2 separate regions of the Oryctolagus cuniculus genome follow, and region 2 is linked to region 1. The links are chromatin contacts, called in public Micro-C maps. All regions are on one chromosome and are shown on one strand. Each heading gives the region's core, a stretch centred on a gene start, on an enhancer-like site or on the middle of the called end of the contact. The rest is flanking DNA. Distances are from core to core; before and after follow the strand shown. Region 1 has its middle 13 kb from the start of EPN2. Region 2 holds the start of B9D1 (B9 domain containing 1).

Region 1 (6,227 bases), core at 1,909-4,408:
TGGGACAGCCGGGACTCAAGCAAAGGGCAGAGGAGGGTTTTCCAAATACCTGCTAGGAGGGAACTGCAAAAAGCTCGTGGAAATTGGTAGTGGCAAAAATCATTCACATCTTTCCATTCTTTCACACCAAAGCACTTTCACCTTTCATTCTATTTTTCGACGAGTTTGTGCAGCCCCCTTGTGCACTCTCAGTAGATAGAAACAGGAAAGAAAACTTCACCAGATGGCCCCACGCGTTCCCAGTGTTCGCTCTCCCGTTTTATTCAGTCAGTTCTGGGTTTTGTGTTGTCAGCACTCAGGAGCAGGGAGTCGCAATGCCCAGGAAAACGAGGTGGGGGTGGGCGCTGAGCGGTGGTACCTGGGGGCTGCTGCTTTCCACTTCTGGGCCTGTTCAGAAATTGCAAACGAAGTGGAATGTCTAAACAATGATTTGGAGCTGCTAGATTGATTTTGCAGCCCACTAAGGGAACACAGACCACCGACAGGGAGAGTGCATGTGAAGAGATGTAGAGTGGTCCTACGGACCACGGAGCGAGGTTGCCTGGACACACTCCACGGGCTGACGATGCGAGGGGAGCTGCCTTCCAGCACGGTCTCCTCACCCACCATGGCCAGCACCAGCACGGCGTCCCCCCATCAGGAGGCAAAGCCCGCTTCCCCTCCCGGGGAGCCCGGACGGGCCCTGCCGCTGTTTTACCAATGTGCACGTGCTTGAAAAAACTCGCGGAAGACAGGATTTCATGATAATCTGACTGGGGTGCAGAAAGGCTTTTCAGTGTGTGCACAGGAAGTCTTCCAGAGGACTTCGGCGGGAAGGCTGCTTCAGCGCCTGTTTTAATCGTATTTGAACATTTTACATCGTGACGGACCTTGTTTAAAGGAGGCACTGAGCGCCAGCTGCTGCACGGTGACCCCTTTGCTTGTCGCCTTCCCCATCTCCCCAGGTCCCCATCCGTGCTTCCAAAGAAACTCTCTGCACCCAGGTTCTCAGCCCTGGGTGTGTCCGAAGGGAAGCCAAACAGAGACAAGTACGAACTCAGTGAAGACTGGCCACAGAGGAATGCATCGTCACTCTGATCGGCAGCCCGGGCTTTCTCCATCCTGACCCCTGATCCCTGGCCCGCTGCAGCCACACTGGCCTCCTCACGGATCCCCCACCCCCAGGAGCACGCCAGCCTCCAGGCCTGTGCACCTGCCACCTGTGCTCTGCTCTCCAGCCCGCCCAATGCACAGTGCCTCCTCGTTGCGCTTCCTCCTTGCGGCCACCAGGGGGCGTGGTGGAGGGGCTAGGGGAAGACTCACAGCGAGGCGAGAACCAGAGTCTGTGGCCCCACGGCCTAGGCATCCCCCTAAATGATGCGCTTCCCGGGATTCGGGTCTTGCTCTGGGCCTCTGTGCCCCCACCGGGTCCTCCACGGGAACCTGGGGCCGAGCACAGAGGCTGCGCCAGCACCCAGGAGCCGCCGGCAGAGGGCGCTGCCGGTGCGCAGCCGCCCCAAGGAGCGCGTGGGCGGGCGGAACCCGGGAGAAGCTCCGGGTCCGCAGGGAGCCGTGGGAGCCTCAGGGCGGTGCCTGGGCGGACGCCGCAGCCGTTAGGATTCGGTGAGGTCATCAGAGCGGAGCCCCAAGATGGAACTCGGGGGGCTTTATGAAAAAGAGAGCGGAGGACGTGCTCACGCTGCCTCTCCCCATGGCGCGCCCCAGCCACCCGGGGACCCCTCCCGCAAGGACGTGGTCCCTGCCGCCCTGGCCACGCTCTCGGGGAGGGACAGGGCCCTCCCTCTCTCAGCGTCGGTCCACGGCGCGGCGTGGCGGCAGCTAAGAGGAGCCCACGGGCTTTGGGAAGTGCACCAGCGGATGGAGGACTGACTCACTCCTCCCCGTCTCTTCCTCTACGTCACTCTCAAATAAGGACATCTTACAAAAATCCACCTGTGAACGTGTCTCAGCGACGCTGCGCAACACCAAAGTCAAAGAGGAGATCCTGCAGAGCCAGAACAGGTTCCTGCCGGCCACAGAGATACATTCGTGGAGGGTTTCCACACCATCAAGGGCCGGGCGGGAAACGCGCACGCGTGTGAACTAACCGGGCGCACGACACCAGCAGGGCCATGGCCCATCTAAGGGGGCAGCCCTGCCCCGGGTCGACAGGCCACTGCCCAGCGTCCAGCTTCCGATTCCCAAAGAGAAGCCAACGTGGCGGCCTCCGGCTGGACAGGGTCAGAGGCCGGTGGGGAGGGCGGCGTCAGGGCAGCAGTGGGGCTGGAGGGGCGTCGAGGGTCAAGTGTGGCAGTCACCAGGGGCGGCTGCCCCGCCTGCCTCTCCCAAGCCTGCTTCTCAGCCTTCCAACGTAGCTAGGAGAGGCCTCGGCACGCAGTTCTGAGCATTGGATCACAGTTCCCAAGACTTAACCACGCCTCTTCCCGTCTTAAACACGGACACAGCCGCAATGCCAGGAGCAGCGGCAGCTATTCCGCACAACAGAGGGAAAAGCCAATGAACGCCGCCCACGGCTTATCTCCAGGCTCCGTTAACACGGGAAAATAAACCTCTACTTGTCTACACTATTGCGACCCGTCTTCTATTTCCTGCAGCCAAACACATTCTAAAGACGACAGAACATGGCTAAAGGCTACAGTTCCGAAAGGGAAAGGCTGGGCAGGGGGAGGGGAGGGGCGAGGCGTGTCTCCGCGGCCACAGCGCGCGCCAGGCACGGCGACCTAACGCGGGACCCACTCGCGAACTCCCACCGCAGCCCCCGGGGCAGGCCGTGGAGCCCCACGCCTCGTCCGGGGAGCCCGCAGCATTCGCACTCGGGCGAGGCCGAATCCGGCCAAAGACGGACTCCGAGGCAGGGACAGGCAGCCAACACGCACGTCCACAAACGGGAGCGCCCCGGCCCTTCCCGGGGCCTCGGTGTCCTCGTGGGAAACGGGCCCCTGCGACACATCGCCAGCTGTCCGTCGCCCGGCCCGCGCCAGCGCTGAGCTAACCCGGGTAGGCGGCGAGGCCGCCCTGGCGTGCGCATGCGCGGAGGGCGGGGCTCGTCCAGGCCCCGCCCGCGGCGCGTGACCCCCGCCCCGCTGAGGTAGCCCGGGCGGCGGGCACTGACCTGAAGTGCGCGTGCGGAGGGCGGGGCTCGGTCAGGCCCCACCCCCGCCGAGGTAACCCGGCGGCGAGACGGACCTGAAGTGCGCGTGCGCCGGGCCCCGCCCGCAGCGCGCGACCCCGCCCCGGCTGAGGGGCCGCAGCATGGCGGGGCCGCGGAGGGAGCGGCGGGCAGCGGTACCCCGGAGCCGCCCACTTGCCTCCTCCGGCATCTCTGGGGCCGGGGTGCGGCGCCCGGACCCCGTGGGCCGCTCCCTCCCGGGTCGGCCGCGCCCGATCCCGCCCCAAGCATTTCCTGCCAGGCCTCAGGAAATGCCGGAGGCCGCCCCGCCCCCGCCTCCTTCCGGCAGCGCGGCTCGGCCCCCGGCCGGAGACCCCGCCTGGCCGCCGCGTCCGGGACTCGGAGCGAGGGGGCTGCGGAATGGAGGGGCTGGGCACCCGCGCCCCACGGCCGAGAGAGACAGCTGTGGGGGAGACGGAGAGGACGGGGTCGTGGCACTTACAGTGTGCCAGCCAGATCCCCGTGCCGTGGGCGTAGCGCCTCACTACCTGGGCCCCGCGAAAAGGGAAAGGGCGCCCAGGGGGCCTCCGCCGTGCCCTGAGGCGGGGGCGTGGGGAGCCGCTGGGAGCCTGAGGGAGGAGTGGTCCGGGGCGCCCCCTGGAGGAACAGCGGTGCAAGAGCCTGGGGGTGGGACGAGGCGGAGGCCCTGGGAGGGGCGCTGGGACCCCCACAGCGGGGTGAGGTGCTGAGCCGCAGGTCACAGTGGTGGCGCTGCGCAGCGCCGGTGGCTTCCGAGAGCGGAGCCGCCGCTGCACAGGGAGCGGCCACCCGGGACAGGCCGCAGCCAGTGTGACTGAGAGACCCTGCCCCCACCCCCAACCGCGGGGGGAGGCAGCGGAAATCAATGTGGGGCGGTGGAGGCCGCGGTGGCCGTGATGTGGTTTCCCCGGGGGGCCCTGTGGTTCCTGCCTGGGCACTGAGCCCACGCCCTGTGGCTTCCTCACCGGCCACCGGGATTCCCCCCGTGGGGGTGGGGGTGGGGGCAAAGGCTGGCAGGTTCAGACAGGGACAGGGGCTGCCCCAGGGACTTGGCGAGTCACAGCCCTCACCCATTCACTCCCTCAGGGTGACAGAGGCACTCACTCACTCGTGACCTGATGGAGCCTGCTGGCCGTGCCCCACAGGAGACACGCAGCTGTCCCGACTGCAGCCCCTCCTGGACCACTGGGCTTGGCGGAGGTGGCAGGGAGGGGCTAGCCCTGAGGACGGTCCCACACCGTCCCCCAGCTGCTCACTCAAAGCCCCTTCACTGGCTGCGCCCCTAAAGCTACTCGGGGGGCACCCAATGAAGATGTTTGTTGGTTCAGCCTCTGTCCAGCCGAGGGAGACTGGGCACTGGGCATGTGGGTGTGGCGCGTGAGTCCTTGCCTAGTGGGAGAAGTGGGGACAGCTGACTCCAGGCAGTGTGGTTAGTGCTGTGACCTAAGGATCTTACAGGGAGAGTGACCACTTCTGCCTGGGTGGCCAAGCGACTTCTCAGACATTCCTCTCCCCCTTGACCTTGAAAGATGACCCGGGGCATCCCCAGCAGGCCGAGGGCAAGGGTGTTCAGTCGTGGTGTGCAGACCAGGAACAGGAGCAAGGAGAGACTGAGGGATGGTGTCACCGGAGATGCTGGTGGGGTCAGCGCCCAGTGGCCTCCAGCGGGGGTGGGGTGTTGCTCAGACTGCCTCGTGGTCATGGGGAGCCGGGTGGCGCTGCAAGTTTTTGAGCAAGGGCAGGGTTTGACTTTTTTTTTTTTAAGATTTATTTATTTTAGAAGCAGAAAGAGAAGTCTTCCATCCACTGGTTCACTCCCCAGATGGCCACAATGGCCAGAGCTGCGCCGATCTGAAGCCAGGATCCAGGAGCTTCTTCCGGGTCTCCTACATGGGTTCAGGGGTCCAAGCACTTGGGCCATCTTCCACTGCTTTCCCAGGTGCATTAGCAGAGAGCTGGATAGGAAGAGGAGCAGCCAGGACTCGAACCAGTGCCCATATGGGATGCTGGTGCTGCAGGCTGAGGTTTAAGCTACTACTACACCAGCGCCGGCCCTGGTTTGACTTTGGAGGGAGGCCCCACTTTTCTCTGCAGAGATCTTGCAGGTGTAGCATTCTCTCTCTCTCCCCTTGCAGGAGCACATGGTGGGACAGCTGGCACAGCAGAGCCGCTGCATCCCTGGGGGGCTCTCCATCCTATAGTGAGCATGGGACTCCCTGAGTCTTCCCACCTGTGAGCCAGTGGGGACACTGAGGCACGGGGCCAGACCTCGATCAAGGCCCCATAGCTAGGAGGTAGGGGCACTGGGGTAGAACCCAGGCTTCCTCCGGCTTTGTGCACACCTCCTGTCATTGCCCAGTGCCAGCCGCTCAGCTCCTGGAGGGCTCCAGGCACCAGTTCCCTCTCCAGCACCGCCTGTGAACCCTAAGGGTGAACAGGGGCAGCTTGGGTGTGACTTGTGTCAAGAACCGGGGGGATCACCTGGGCCGGGAGAGGAAACGGGCTGTCGCCTCCCTCGGGTCTGAGCTTGCTCCCCTGTGGGCTGTGGCGAGCCGCACCTGTGCTGCTCTAACTGGATGCCTGAGACCTGTGATTTTACAAAGCCCTGAGACTTCTCGACTCACAGCGCAGGGTGCTGGGAAGTCCAACAGGGCGGCGTCGGCACCTGCTCAGCTCTGGTGAGGGCCTCGTGCTGCCTCCCTCTGTGGAAGCAGGCGCCCGCAGAAGGGCCTCACTTCACTGGCTTCCATCTGGGTCCTAATCCCTGACAAAGACTGGAGCACCTCTTCCAGGCCCCCGCCACAGGGGGCCAAGATTCAAATCCCAGCACCTGCTCGGCTCTGCGTAATGCCCGCCCTGTGAGCAGGTTGAACGCTGCCTGCGGGCTGTCCCTTTCTCAGTGCAATGCCCACACCCCGGAGGGCTGGGTCAGAGCACAGACCCCCAGTCTGCCACCTACTGGCCCATTTCTGACCCTGGTCCACTGTAACTTGCCTTCTTGTGGGATAATGAGGGGGCCTTCCCCCTGGTCCTTGTGAAAGTTAAGAGAGGTGCTATATGGAAAGGCTCAGAAGAGAAG
Region 2 (6,227 bases), core at 1,504-4,003, 88 kb after region 1:
TTGGGGAGTGAACCAGCAGATGGAAGACCTCTCTCTCTCTCACTCTTGCAAATAAAACAAAACAGGGCTGGGGGAACCTTTCTCACCCAAGGGCCGTTTTCATAGTTTATAACCTCACCCACAGGCCTTGGGTCTTGGGCCTCCCAGGCCACATCTTAATGGCTATGCCCAAGGTGCTGTCCCCAAAAAACGCTTCTTATTTGCTTTTGTCAGGTGTCTGGACCCTAACAGTCTTGGAGCTTAAGCCCCAAATCCAGGGCTAGGACTGTCAGGGGCCTGGGACTCCACCCCCTTCCTCCCAGGGCAGCCCTTTGAAGCTCCCCTCCCCTCCCCGCTCGGCTCCAGCCTCAGGTTCTGGGGCCCTGGGTGCAGTCTCCCAGGACTCTGGACTTCCATTTCACCACCCCCCCCGCCCCATCCTCAGCCTGTGAGTCTGCCCTCCAGCTGGCCCCCTGCCGCCCCCGGGAGCCCGACATGAGCCCAGGAGGGAAGCTGAGAGCCGCTGGGGCCAGAGCTGCCCTGACCCCCTCTGCACTGCCTGCAGGTGACCCGGGCCAGGGGAGGGAGCACATGGGAGCGACGGGCAGTGCCCACGTGAGCGTGGACGGTGCCAGGCAGGACGGCGCAGGGCCCGTGCCCGCCCCCCGCCAGCCCCACAGGTCCCTGCACTCACAGCCGAAGGGGTTGGTGCTCTTAAACGTGACGTCGATGGGGAAGTTCCACACCAGCGCCTGCCGCACGTCCTGGCTCTTGCACGTGATCTGTGAGATCCCCTCCTCCAGCCCCTGTGGGGACAAGGACGACGACGCTGGAGTCGGCTGCAGGCTGCCCAGCCACCACCCGCCCCTCCCCGCAGGCAGCAGGAGGGAAGAGCGGCCACCTGGGGCGGGTGCTGCCCGCAGAAGCTGCTGGGAAGCGCCCTCACCTGGTCACCCGCCCGGTCACACCTGCCCGGCACAGAGCACCAGAGCTCGGCCTCTGCCCTCTCTCGCCCGTGTCGCTGTAACAGTGCCCGTCCTGCTGTGCCCACCCTTGCCCCCACACAGCCGGCCCTCAGCAGAGAAGCCGGGCGAGGGGTTGGCTATTTATTTATCTACTGGGGAAAGCAGAGTTACAGACAGACAAGGAGGGAGGGAGAGAGGGAGAGAGGGAGAGGGGGAGAGGGGGAGAGGGGGAGAGCGGGAGAGGGGGAGAGAGGGGAGAGAGGGGGAGAGAGGGGGAGAGAGAGGGAGAGGGAGAGGGAGAGAGAGAGGGCTTCTGTCTGTTGGTTCACGCCCCAGATGGCAGCAACGGCTGGAGCTGGGCTGATCTGAAGCCAGGAGCCAGGAGCTTCCTCTGGGTCTCCCATGCTGGTGCAGGGGCCCATGTACTTGAGCCATCCTCCACTGCTTTCCCAGGCCACAGCAGAGAGCCGGATGGGAAGAGGAGCAGCCGGGACACAGTGTCACTCATAGGGCATGCTGGTGCTGCAGGTGGACGCTTCACCTGCTACGCCAGAGCGCCGGCCCCCAGAGGGCTCAGATCCCTCTCTTGTGGGTTCACAGCTCTCTGGTGGGGGACTACCTCCCTGAGTGAAGGCCCTGGTCCTTACTCTGCCCTACCAAGTCTTACAGAATCTGCCCCCTAGGCCTCCTGGCTTCCTCTCTGGCGACTCTTCTCGCTCGCTCCGTTCCCTGGCCGAGCTAGCCTCCTCACTGTTCCTCAGACGTGCCCCAGGGCCTTTGCACACCCTGCTCCTTCTGCCTACAGATTCCTCCACGGTTCGTTCCCTCACCGCCTTCGGGTCTCCTCTCCAAAGCCACCCTCCCGCAGGCCTCCCCCGGCCGCTCACCCGGCCCCAGGCTTCCTCTTGGTTCCTCAAGGGAGACTCGATGATGTCACTAAGGACACGCCCGGGGGGACCAAGGGGCCCGACTTCACCTCCCCCAGGAACACACTCCTGCTCTGGCCCTCTCTGAAGGGGAGTAGCAGGGTGTGGGGGCCGCCCGCAGAGAGCCCGCCCGTCACCCCGGAGCCCAGCTTACCGCAGTGGGGGCCCAGTCCTGGCCGTACACAAAGCAGTACTTACAGTACAGGTCGTCATACTCCGGAAACTGTGGAGAGAGAGCACACGGGGCGGTCGGCGGGGGACCTGGCGGTGCAGTGGGGCCAGCCCCGGCGGGGGCTGGGGCCGGGAGCCTGTGCCCGTGGACAGCCCGGGCTGAGGCAGGCCTGGACAGCAGAGCCTGGGTCACTGTCCCTGGAGAAAGGGGCAGCCTGGTGGGGGCTGGGGGACGCCTGTTTATTTACCTGTAGTAGGCGGTCCCTTATGGTGGGGCGAGGCGGGGAGCTCGGCGGGACCCAGCCCCGCCCTCCCTGGTCACTCCGCCCAGTGAGCAAAGCATCCCGCTCCCAGCCCGAGCTCGGGGGTCCCGCGAGCCCCGCTCCGCGCCTTTACGCCCCCGGGAGACTCCCGCGGTGCCCCCACCAAGGCGACGCGACCCTCGGGCCCGAGTCCGCGCCTCGTGCGGCGGCAGCCTCGCGCCACGCCTCTCCAGCGCCGGATCCCCTCCCCTCGCCTGAGCGAGCGCAGCGCCTCTGGGGTCCACGGCTGCTCACCTGGGCGCTCTCCACCTGCCCGTTGACCATGAGCAGGAAGACGCTGGGACTCGCAGCCGCCATGGCCGGGGGAGACCCACTCGGTCCACGCGCGCGCGGGATCTAAGAGGCGCCGCGGTTGCCGTGGATACTGACGGCGTGGCGCGCGGGACACGCTTCCTGCCAGCACCGCCTTCGCGGAAGCCAGCGAGTGAGTGGCAGCGCGCAGGCGCAATCAGCGGGGGCGGGAGCAGCCCGGGGGCCGGGCCAAATGGGGCGCGGCTCCTCGGTGGCACCCTGGTCCTTCCAGGCCTTGGGGCGCCCAGCTCGGCCATCGATCAGGTTACCGCCTTAGGGGACGTGCGTTCACTCCGACTCGGCCCTGCCCCCCCCCCCTCCAGCGGAGTGCGGAGGCGGGAAAGAGCCGGGTCTTGAGGATAAGCAAGTGTTAAATAAGTACCCCACTCCCCCGGCCACTAGATGTCGTGCGGCCCTGCCGGGAGACGACGGAGAGCCGGGCCGGGGGGCCGGGAGGGTCCCCCCAGCTGGGGCCCAGCAGCGCCTTGGGGACTTCGGAGAGCCTTGGCCCGGAGCTTGTTAAACTTGGGGACCTCGAGAATCCACGCATCGAAGGCACTGCTGCTCCGTGGGAGTGGGGAAACTGAGGCCCACGGAGGGGTAGCCTCTGGCACTCCCGCCGCCCCACGCTCGCTCGGGGCTGGGGGACTCGCTGGCCAGAGCCATGGCGTTGTCGGGGCCGCTTGTTCAAAGGGGAGTCAGTCCCCGGCTGACCCGGCAGGCCACAGCTTCTGTTGCCACGCGGGTCCGCTTCCTCTTCACGCTCACTGAGAATTGCTCGTTGAGCTGGCCCGAAGGGCTGGGGGCCGGAGCACAGCACTGGGAGCACGGGCCAGGGCCTCCCTCCACCCCTCACCCCATTCTGTCCAGTTCAAATGCGCTCTCCCGCCGGCCCCACCCTCCTCTTTCCTCCTGTGATCGGGCACGCCTGCAAACGGCTGGGGGCTCCTAGCAGTTTCCAACCCACATCAAACAGGACATCAAGGGGCCGGGAGCTCGGGGGTGGCCCCCAGGGACCAACAAGCCCAAGTGTGGGCAAAGGGCGACCAGGGCTAGCGGCCAAGTCCAGTGGCATTGGGAGGAACTTCCAGGGAGGGGGTGTCAGGGGCTGCTCGGGGCCTGCGGGAATGCTCACCCCAGTTCAGGTGAGCCAGCGGGGTGCAGGGGTCTGCAGAGGGGTGGAAGAGGCCCTCCGCCCAGGCTGCTGTGGGGTGCATCTGTGCCAGGGCTCTCCCAGCCTCCCTCTACACTCCCTGCTCCCACCTCACTCGTCCCCTGCCCACCTCTCTGGTGCTTCCCTCGAAGAAGTTTCCGGCACAGTGGGATCTGGGACCCACTGGGCTTGGGGAGGGCCCACGAGGTGGGTGAGACGGTGCCGTCAGGGCGGGGTAGTGCTGGGGGCGGACTCCGGCCTAGCAGTGTCAGCAGCCACCCCTGTCCCCCGCAGGCTCCTGTCGCGTGCTGGAGAGCAGCTGGCCAGGGAGGCTGTTCTCCGGGGCTCAGGGACTAGGAACTACCATCCTTGTAGGGCCCCATGCCGCCCTCAGCCAGCCCAGGCTTCTGCGCCCAGCTTTCCAAAATCAGCTGCAAACCCTTGAGCTCAGCAGAGCTGCTAAGGGGCGGGAAAAGGCAGCCCAGAGGCTAGGGAGACAGGCTGCACAGGGCCGCAGGGAGCTGCGGGCCTGGCCAGTGGTGCCAGGGCCAGGGGCAGCTCCTCCACAGCCGTCTTAACCCTCCCAAGGGTCCAGCCACAGGCCGTTCCTAGGCTGAGCTCAGCTCTGTGACCTAGGGCCCCAGCTCCACAGTTGCGGTGGAATACTGTGTGACCCGGGGGAAGTCACTCAACCTCCCAGCGTCCGTGTTCTTGTCACCCCCGGAGGGTTGCTGTGTCAGTGACGTGTGGTTATACACATCAGGCACGGGACTGGGAATGCCGAGACGCACTGCATCCGTGGCTTCTCACTGGAAGTCGTGGAGGGGGGCAGTGCTCACGTCTGCATGCGTCCAGGTTTGCACGTGCTGTTCCTCTGCTACCTGGCACAGCAGCCCCTACCTTCCCCACCCCGAGAGCTCCCATTCAGCTGTCTGAGCCCACTTGAGAAGTCTTCCTCTGAGTAAAGCTACTAAGGCAGCCAGACCTCCTGAAGGGGAGCCCCCCAACTGCTCCACCGTTGGGATTTTCAAAGGCTGACCCCAGATCCCATGGGGCTCCCCACTCTGCAGGCTGGGGACCCAGGTTCCTGTGGCTGCAACCCGGGACTGGGATCACTTTAAGAGAGCCTCTCTTCCTCTCTGCCCCCAGCTCTTTACCAAATAGCAGCAGGGCTGGCATCCGCATGGTGCTGCGTCTGACCTCCTCTGTGTCAACCCAGGAAATTTAGCCATCCCAGTGCCCTGTCCCCAGGATGCCCACCAGGCCCACGTCACCAGGCAAGGGGGAGGTGGCTGGGGGAAGAGGAGGCAGCTGTGGCAGGGCTTGAGCTCAGACTCCAGGGGTAGGGTGGGCGTGCTGCTCCCGGATTCTCCTCTCAGGGTCTCGTCCCCTGCGGGGACCCCTGCTCTGCCTCCTGTCTCAGGGGAGGCAGAGAGCACAGCCCACTGCCATCCACAGCAAGAACCCCACGTGCCCCCTTCCAGATCTTCATTAGGAAGGGGGCGTTGCCTGGGCTGCCTCTGCAGTCCCTACCTCGGGGGTGGGGTGCGCATACCCTCTTTGCCCCTGAGGTTCAAGGGAGGTAGTGGTGGAGCAGCAGTTACCAGGAGCCAGCCAGCAGAGGGAGCTGTCCAGACTCTGGCCCTCCAAGCTGTGACCTTGGGGCGACTGCTTCACCCTCTCTGTCAGTTTCTAGAAAAGTGGGGATCATAAGACCCTCCTCCTGGCAGAGGTCAGTACATGGCAGCGACGGCCTCAACGGTGAAGACAATGTGGTTGGAGTCCAGCTCCTTTGTCATTTTTTGAAAGGCAGAGTCGGGGGGGGGGGCAGGAGAAAGAGGTCTTCCATCAGCTGGTTCACTCCCCACATGGCCACAACAGCCAGAGCTGGGCCAATCCGAAGCCAGGAGCTTCTTCCATTTCTCCCACACGGGTGCAGGGGCCCAAGTACTTGGGCCATTATCCACTGCTTTCCCAAGCCACAGCAGAGAGCTGGGTCAGAAGTGGGGCAGCTGGGACTTGAACAGATGCCCACATGGGATGCCAGCGCTTCAGGCAGAGGCTTAACCTGCTACACCACAGTGCCGACTCTGATGTTTCTGAAATAATTATTCAGTGTTAGCTGAAATTAAAATCTAATTGTGTATTCTGTGCTTCACCTGGAAACCCTAGAGGCAGGTGCCAGTAGGAGAACGTAGATGCTCATGGTCAGGTCTGGAAGGCTCATCACTGGACCCCGCCCACCCAGTCCTGGGCAAGGACTCCTCCTGGGAGGTTCGGAACAGAACCTCTACCTCCCCCACCCCAACTGCTCGTGGGGCTCCGTGCTCTTCAGCCGTTTCCCACAGGCTTCCCATGCAGATCGGTGGGGGGGGATCTCACGGGAAACCAAACAAACAAGCTGCCGCCGCGCACTGAC

What was found. Hi-C and Micro-C count contacts between places; a contact is called where the count stands out from the background.
Region 2: a contact with region 1 is called in a Micro-C map of ear pinna, with 2.4 times the contacts expected there. The contact joins the promoter of B9D1 here to the enhancer-like site in region 1. A contact is called at or near these places in 2 of 6 Hi-C or Micro-C datasets (ear pinna and psoas muscle).

What each region holds. Positions count from the first base shown.
Region 1 is chr17:61,409,638-61,415,864 of mOryCun1.1, forward strand. No RefSeq gene overlaps it. Among named protein-coding and RNA genes, the nearest start is that of EPN2, 13 kb to the right of the region's middle. Within about 2 kb of position 3,159, at least 7 of the 8 cell types and tissues checked have an H3K27ac peak or open chromatin away from gene starts, as enhancers often do. A contact at or near this core is called in ear pinna, where this site is marked.
Region 2 is chr17:61,498,136-61,504,362 of mOryCun1.1, forward strand. B9D1 (B9 domain containing 1) reads right to left here and starts at 2,754. Exons shown (of 6, transcript XM_070061535.1): 1 at 2,599-2,754; 2 at 2,025-2,093; 3 at 674-785. The coding sequence starts at 2,661.